Linked DNA regions of Bombyx mori: region 1 is linked to region 2. Evidence: chromatin contacts called from public Hi-C data. All regions are on one chromosome and are shown on one strand. Each heading gives the region's core, a stretch centred on a gene start, on an enhancer-like site or on the middle of the called end of the contact. The rest is flanking DNA. Distances are from core to core; before and after follow the strand shown. Region 1 holds the start of LOC101739884 (DET1 homolog). Region 2 holds the start of LOC101737548 (large ribosomal subunit protein mL65).

Region 1 (4,513 bases), core at 1,519-4,018, 760 kb before region 2:
CCTTTAAAAAAAAAAGGAGAGTGTGAAATTTTTGGCGGGAACGCGAGGAGTGAAGTTGTATGATTTGTTTTATTTTGTATATTTAGTGTTTCTGCAGGTGTAAATGTGTAATAACGGTGGTTTACTAACTGTTTAGTATCTGTGAATGTGCACAAATGTGAAAATGGAAAATGAAACAAAGCCCCTGAACGTAACTTCTCAGGATCCTCTAAAAGTCGGTCAACTGAGAAAGTCTCAGTAAATGACCACCATTTTACTGACATATTTCGTTTCGTTTCGTTGCGTTTCATGCCATGTTTCACATTAATCAACTTCATTTAATTTCATAATATCATTAGCTTTTGCCCGTGACTTCGTCCGCGTGGAATAGCTTAGTTACTTTGGCATAACGCAAAATTTTACCCGCGACTTCATTTACGTATAAAGTGAAAATATTTTTGAATAATAGAATCTTAAGGAGCTACCAAAATCGTAACCTTACAAAATCACGCTTTTAAAACCGATTTCAAAAGAGGAGGCTATCAATTCAACCACCATTTTTTATCTATGTATGTTCACCGATTTCTCGAGAATCCTTGAAACGATTCTGATAATTCTCTTTTCCATTTTTTGTTCGCAAGGGTAGACTTCCCGAATTGCCCTATAATCATCAAGACCTGATGATGGGATCTTGGAGAAATCCACAAAAATCTATAATTTTCAAACCCTATCTTGAAGTGATTTGGCTGTTTCTTGTTATTGTTCTTATTCTTCGCTGCCGCGCACCAGCCGGCTGCTGCCTTGTACATCAATATTACGCGCTTGATCATTATTTTGCGGCGATTTTATTTTAAAACTGTGGTATCTTCTCACCTGTATATCTGTATATCTGTATTCTGTATTATATATATATATAAAAATGAATTGCTGTTCGTTAGTCTCGCTGAAACTCGAGAACATCATCATCATCATCAGCCTTTATCTGCCCACTGCTGGACATAGGCCTTCCCCAATGCCTTCCACATAATGCGGTCCTCCGCCTTCCGCATCCAACGACTTCCCGCCGTGCGCACTAAGTCGTCAGTCCACCTGGTTGGAGGACGCCCCACGCTCCTTGTACCCATCCGTGGCCTCCATTCGAGGACTCGAGAACGGCTGGACCGATTTGGCTAATTTTGGTCTTGAATTATTTGTGGAAGTCCAAAGAAGGTTTAAAAGGTGAATAAATATGAAAATGCTCGGAATTATATAAAAACAAACAATTTTGATTTTCCCTTTATGTGTTCCCCGTTGGACGGGTTTCTTTTGTTTGTTTTAAATTTATTTTATACAAAACTTTAGGTCTTTTATTTATCGATTGAGGCACTACGAAGTCTGCCGGGTCAGCTAGTACTCTTTAAAATACTCATAGAAGGTACTCATTAAAATCAACTGTGGGTAAATTTCTTTAAAATTAAATACTTATTACTCTGTTGCGGTTATTATTTTAGTGAAACTTTAACCGTTTCCACAGCGCACGTACTGGAAGCTCTCAAAAGGGAAAAAGCCCCGATTTTGAAACATTCTTCATTGGTGCTCTTATCTTAGGGTGATGTTATATAGCTTCCTCAATAAATGGGCTATCTAATACTGAAATAATTTTTCAAATCGGACCAATAGTTCAAATTTCAAGTTCAAGTTCAAACAAACAAACTCTTCAGCTTTATAATATTAAGTATAAATTTTTCATTTATAAAAGTTTTCATTAAAATTAAAATAAGACTTGACCTAAAGGTTTTAGTTACCAGGTCATGAAATCCCATAAAAAGCAGAGTATTTTTTTGTTTTTAAATTGTTACCTACTTTAGTGTATTAAAAAACTTTGGACGGATTTGCGTAACCAAAATATCACTGTTGAATTCACATGGACTCCAGCACATTGTGGAGTGGTGGGCAATGAAAAAGTTGATAATTTTGCAAAATCAATAAATAACTTGGGTGGCCAGATTAAAAATATTTCAATTCCATGGCAAGACCTAGTTCCTGATATTCGTCAACAAATTAATAAAGATTGGCTCGAAAACAGACAGCATATAAATGAAACCAAAGGTAAATGGTATGCTGAAATAAATAATGAAATCGGTATTAAACTCTGGTTCGCTAGGAGCAAATATTTCTGTAAAAGGAAGTTCTACACACAGATTTGTAGACTGAGATTTGGTCATTGCAAATTTAACGCTCACCTTTACCGAATGAAAATAACTTCATCACCAAATTGTAATAAATGCTCCCTAAATGAAGAACAAACTTTACAACATATTTTTTTCACATGTCCAGCTTTTAATATTCATCGCATCCTATTTATTGATAATACTGCAAGAGGTTTATAAGGATAGCATCCCGCCTTCTCTTCAAGAATTGCTTAAGTGCACTGCAAGTTTTAGAGCAGTATATGAATACATTAACTCTACTTTCGGAGACTTATAATGGAGAACACAAATTTTGACTTTATAGTCAGATTTTCCAAGAAACACGATTGCGACAACTCTCAACCGAAACAAATTGGTTTTTTTTTTATCTGAATAGACATTTACACGGATTTGAAAAATATTTATAAATGAAAAATACTAAAGAATTGGCTTTTTTGCCTTGAAACATAAAATTATATATGAAAATATTAAACTTAAGAATTGGCTGTATGGCTTAGTCCCATTGCCTTTCTCTTCGAGAAAAACCTTACTACTACTACTCATATTGATACAAACTCTCAAATATAATAAGTGTATAATCTATGGATACAAAGGTACATAAATAACGAAAGGACTTTTTGGCGGGAACGCGAGGAGTGAAGTTGTGTGATTTGTTTTATTTTGTCTATTTAGTGTTTCTTCGGGTTTAAATGTGTAATAATGGTGGTTTATTAACCGTTTAATATCTGTGAAAGTGCACAAATGTGGGAAAATGAAACAAAGCCGCTGGACGTAACTTCTCGGGATCCTCCAAAAAGTCCACTGAAAAATCTTAGTAAATTACCACCATTTTACTGAGATTAGATTTCATCTCATATCATCTCATTTAATTTCATCCTAGTTGATTAATGTCTCAAATTAATCATTTTCATTTCATTTCACTCCATAACATCATTTTTCATAAAATTAAGAATATAGATTAAAATAAGACATGACTTAAAGGTCTCAGTTACCAGGTCATAAAATCTCTTAAAAAAAAAAAAAAAAAATAACGAAAGTACTTTTAGAAATTAAATCGTGCCTTTGCAATGGCTTCTGGGAGTAGTTCGAAATTTATTTATTATGAGGACCCTCCACCCGGAGCAATCGACGAAAAGGAATTCTTTTGCACAGAAAAAATTGTACCTCGAAAAATAAAACCTCAAAATATCGTCATAAGATTAATGGAAAGAGAAATACACGGGTCACGGAAACCTGGATCGCATTTTCACGTTGTTCGTGAATTTTATCAGAATGTTTTTCCAAATTTAACTATCGTAAACGTTGAGAAACCTCCGTGCTTTTTGAGGAAGTTTAGTCCAGATGGTAAACATTTCATAGCATTCTCAGCTGATCAAACTTCTCTGGAGGTATGTTAATGTATGATGTTGACGTTTTATGATTTAAGTGTGTAATAAAAACAAACATTAACTTTGAGTAAATGCTGTTGGTTGTTTTTTTCTGTTTAATTTTGCAAATAGTAGATTTGTATTTCAGATCTATGAATACAGAGGTGCTTCTAGTGCAGGAGACTTAGTGGCTGGTTATCCAACTGACTTGCTTAATGCAGATGCTGATGCTCATCACAGAATTAGAACACATATATTTTATAGATTCTTTAAGGTATGATATATTGTGTCATGTTTTATTAATTTGTTTAGGTGTTCATATATTATTAATTATATAGGCTTACTTTCTCAATCTCTCTTTTAAAACAATACATCTGTATTGAAGAATACATCCATCTCAAGATAATTTATTTATATTGTAGTCTTAATCTCTAACAGTGGCTGTCAGTTTCGACATATATCCCTCTATCAGCCAGATATAGATACATAGTTACCCACAATTTTCTTACTGAACTGTACCAAGGAGACATGCAAGAAAGAGACAACCCTTATTGATTGCAATAATGTGATTTGATGGAATGATAAGAAAATGTCTATCTAAATAATAAAATTATCTTTATAGCCTAAGTTTACAGTGAATGTTTGTCAACAAAGAGATATCAGATCTGATCGTCTTGGTAACATGCCTGTGATGGAGCAACAACTCAACAGAGAATGCAGCTTGTTTACTGAAGATGGTAGATATGTAATAGTGGGATCTGCAGCACATATTCCAGATGACTTGAGACCACATTTTTATCACATTCACAGTAACAATGAAGCTGTCACGCCTACAATAAGGTATTTTTTAATCTGTAATATTATTTAGAGTCCGATACTTAATTTTCATACTCCCGCAGCATCATAGCACAGCTATTATTAGTTTTTTAAATTAAAAATATAGTAAGTGCAACATATCATAAAGGTTTTAATAAATTT
Region 2 (4,173 bases), core at 149-2,648:
AAGAAAAAATTGAAGGATTGTTAAATATACTATTGATAAAGCATGTTTCAATTAAATATTAATTAAATTTGCCACATCTGTCCCTGTGGACGGTGTATAATGTCATTCTGAACAAATATACATTAGAAAAATTTTATCTCTCTGACAGTAGTTGTAATTATAGGAGCATGTTTTAACATGCTCATAACATAACCTTTACTTATAAAAAGTTACCCATAAAATTATTGTTATCCTAGTATAGACTAGGATAACAATAATTTGTTATCCTTGATATGTCGCCTTGGTCTAAAGTTTCCATGTATGCTAAGTAATTATTAAATCAAATACCTGTGTTGACAAAATATGAGGCAAGTTATCACTGAGATTGTTCATTATAATTCTGTTTATTTGTCTCACAACACATTTTGTAATTGTATCTTCTTGTTGCATTTTTATAGATTTATCTTGTAAGAATTTGAAGTTCCTCCTGAAATTTTTTTTAAATGCTTGATAAATTAATAATAAACTTAAGCTTGTATCTAGGTTTATAAATTAATCAAACAACACACATTTGATCTTGTTGTGAAGGTATCAAGTAGTCAATATCAAGTAGGCATTTTAGTTTAACCAAACCAAACCAACTAAATATTTTTGTGTAATCAATGTCATGTTTCTTTCCAATTGCGTAAATTGACAATTATACTTTAAACTAATTTCAATTACTTACTCAACATCAGTTAATTCAATAGCTATGGCATCTTCTATTTGTGGTTTGATTTCTTGAAGAATATTACTAGCTTGTTGTTCGATTTCATTGTATGCTTCCGGAAGTTTAGCGACCGGTATGAAATGACTCCTAGTATAATACTGTACTAAGGGCATTGCGTTGTACGGAACTTTATCATTGTTCAACATTATACACTGCCATCCATAATAACGAGGCATATTTAAGGCTATTTGTTTCTCTTCTATCGTGTTTAGTTCTTGTATTTTGCTTTGAAAACTTTGTCTTCGACGCAATAATTTTCCTTCCCGAGTCATATCCAGTATAGGGGGATACTCCGGTGTCTCGGTGTATTCACTTTCTTCAAGAGCCGTAATAGTAGAGTATCTTGGAATGGCATTCTTTATTTTCAATAATGATCGGTGTAATTTAATTATATGCATATCGAATTGCAATTCGATATACCCATAAATCAGAATTCCTATTGAGTTATTTGTTTCTTAGTTTATGTAGATATCTCCTAAGAGAAAGTGGCGATAAAAATTTAATTATTTTTAATTTTTAATTATATTTAATTTTTTTTAAAGTATGAAATTGGTAATTGATTTGCTTATTTTATTTTTGGAAACTAGACGTTTTGACTAATTTTAGGTTAATTTGACTTTGACTTTGACTGACTTTTTGAGACTTTGACAGATATACACAGTAATACAGACTAAATCATCTCTAAACATATTAAATGTATAATCTATGCTCTAAACTCTAAACTCTTTGAGAATTAGAACAATTTTTATGTATTCTCTTTATTTGAGAGTAGTACCTAAACAGTACGGTACTCAATGCTAAATGTTTAAGATCGTCTTAAGGTACTCAATTGTTTTATTTTACATTGAAAGTTTAGAAATAATACATCATTTAAATCAAATCATCAAATATATCACAAACAGTTCTTTAACGTTTTGTTCTTATTTGTGCGATATTGATAATTAATTAATTCAGTTTCATGAATGTGATAGTCATTTGGGTTGAGTCACCTCTTCTACTTTCCATAAGTAGGAGAGGTGACTCACTCTTTCCGGAAGGAAAAAAATCTACCTTCCAAAATGATATACTCTAAGCTCCGCCCTGCTTCTCTCCTGTTGCGACTTTAGCCACAAATCAACTCAATGCTCCAGTAGATTTTATAGTACTTTACGAGTAAAGCACCAGAATCAAAAATAATTGTAAATATTTTATGCTTGCATTCTAATAGAATCTTGATTTTCTACTATCTAAATATGATTTATTGGTCAGCTGACTCAATCCCCGGTTGCCATCCCTCCATACAAAATATTAGTTTATGTATAGACACGACTACTAAAAGAAGCCTAGATATCATAGACGTCAGTAATTGCGAGAGAAAAAAAAATTACGGTACGGTACATTTTTGAACGACGAATCTGATGCAACTTTTTGACATTATTTTGACATTAGCCTTCTACAATACTGCTCAATCGTCTCATATTCTAACCAAAAATTTAGTTTCCTTTACGAGAACAACGCCTTTTAGTAAACATGGACGACGATATGATATTTGATCCTTCGTTGAAGAAGAAAAAGAAAAAGAAGACTGGTTTTGATTTAGAAGCTGCTCTTGCTGGTGAGCAAGGTGAGAGCACGAGTATGGAGACACCCGCAGATACAGGTGACGTCGACGCGCCCGAAGACGATAACCTCGATTTAGACAATTTTGGCAAAAAGAAAAAGAAAAAGAAGAAGACGTTTTTCAATCTCGGAGAATTAGAAAATGCCTTGCCTGAAACACCGCCAACCGAAGAACCGGAAGCGCAGGAAGACGAAGTAATGGATGATCTAGATTTGGATATAGATTTCACTAAGACGAAAAAGAAAAAGAGGAAGAAGGATAAAAATGTAGATGAACTGGTCACAGAAGAAGATGTCAGAGGAGAAGATCAAGAAAATGTGGAAGATGAGCACGGTGAATGGGTTGGAAGTGATCATGATTACTCATATGACGAACTTCTAGAACGAGTTTTTGATATTATGCGGGAAAAGAACCCAAGCATGGTATCTGGTAAAAAGCAAAAGTTCATAATGAGACCACCCCAAGTAGTCCGAATTGGTACAAAGAAAACCTCCTTTGCCAATTTTACGGAAATTTGTAAAACTTTGCATCGGCAGGCCAAGCATTTGTTGGATTTTCTTCTGGCGGAATTGGGTACTAGTGGTTCAGTGGATGGAAACAGTCAACTAATTATCAAAGGTCGCTTCCAACAAAAACAGATAGAGAATGTTTTACGTCGGTATATAAAAGAGTATGTAACATGTCATACATGCCGCTCCCCTGATACAATTTTACAGAAAGATACTAGATTATTCTTCCTTCAATGTGAGACATGTGGGTCTCGTTGTTCAGTGGCTAGCATTAAATCTGGTTTCCAAGCTGTGACTGGCAAGCGTGCTGCCATCCGTGCAAAGACTGCATAGAAAATTAGTGCTTAGTGATTAACTAATTTTACAGTAATGGTTTGGGGTACATGTGGTAATTTTTAATAGTAGATTGTGTTTTTATATCTGTCAACCTCAGCCAACATGACAAGCTAAGCATTATTGTAGTAATTAATAATAAACAAATTAGGCAATTTCAAATGAATTCAGCACATGTTGTGGTCCTCAGTTTCAATAAACATAGTACAGTAACCCAGGTGTTGACAACACAATGTGAAATACATATTTATTTTTATCAAATGTGTCCCAATTGAATCCCTATATTTATGTATAACTCACATCTGTATTATTCTCATTGATACACAATGTTTTATAAAATATTGTTTTATTTTAATCTATTGCATATAATAAAACATTTTCTAACAATTAACAATCTTTATTAAAGTCTGTAATGCAGTGAAACACCAATTATGTCTAAAAATTAAAGTAGACTAAAACAGAGTTTAAATTTAGCAGAATTAACAATATTAACAGATCTGTTCAGTAACACTATAATAAAATTGTAGGATTCATGATTGGTAAATTGAATCTTTATTACTTGTGTACCACTTGAGGTACATAATCATGCTTTATAGCTTCATTTAGACTTTGAGCATATAAGTCAAGGCGTTGAGTCATAGTGAATCCCCACTTGTCTTTAATTTGGCGACACAAGTTTAGATCAACTTGGGCAATAAGTAAACCATCCTTAATTCGAGACAGGCCTGGAGTTCTGCTACCATCAGGTGCTGTCACATAGCTAGAACCATAGAAGTGTCCAAAATCTTTATGTGCTGGTTTTCCATCTCCAGATGTAAATTCATTTGGGAATGATTCAGTTCCTACTCTGTTTATAGCACATGTATAATAACTGTTGGCTATAGCTGCATTGCGAGCTTCAACTGCCCACAAATGTTCACTTAAACCTGAAACTGTTGCTGATGGGTTAAATACAATTTCAGCACCATTGATACCAAACATTA

Evidence for each region. A called contact is a pair of places that touch in the nucleus more often than the background predicts.
Region 1: a Hi-C map of posterior silk gland shows a contact between it and region 2, with 2.7 times the contacts expected there. The contact joins the promoter of LOC101739884 here to the promoter of LOC101737548 in region 2. A contact is called at or near these places in 2 of 7 Hi-C or Micro-C datasets (middle silk gland and posterior silk gland).

What each region holds. Positions count from the first base shown.
Region 1 is chr21:9,204,553-9,209,065 of ASM3026992v2, reverse strand. LOC101739884 (DET1 homolog) reads left to right here and starts at 2,768. Exons shown (of 9, transcript XM_062674729.1): 1 at 2,768-3,556; 2 at 3,684-3,809; 3 at 4,158-4,375. The coding sequence starts at 3,236. It overlaps LOC134200867 (a long non-coding RNA gene), which reads left to right. Exons shown (of 2, transcript XR_009975959.1): 2 at 1,493-1,614.
Region 2 is chr21:8,439,232-8,443,404 of ASM3026992v2, reverse strand. It overlaps LOC101737548 (large ribosomal subunit protein mL65), which reads right to left and starts at 1,398. Exons shown (of 5, transcript XM_004929598.4): 1 at 707-1,398; 2 at 328-466. The coding sequence starts at 1,146. LOC101737692 (beta-ureidopropionase) reads right to left here. Exons shown (of 1, transcript XM_062674711.1): 1 at 2,165-4,173. The coding sequence ends at 3,746. It overlaps LOC733143 (eukaryotic translation initiation factor 2 subunit 2), which reads left to right and starts at 2,191. Exons shown (of 1, transcript NM_001044213.1): 1 at 2,191-3,236. The coding sequence starts at 2,258. The coding sequence ends at 3,190.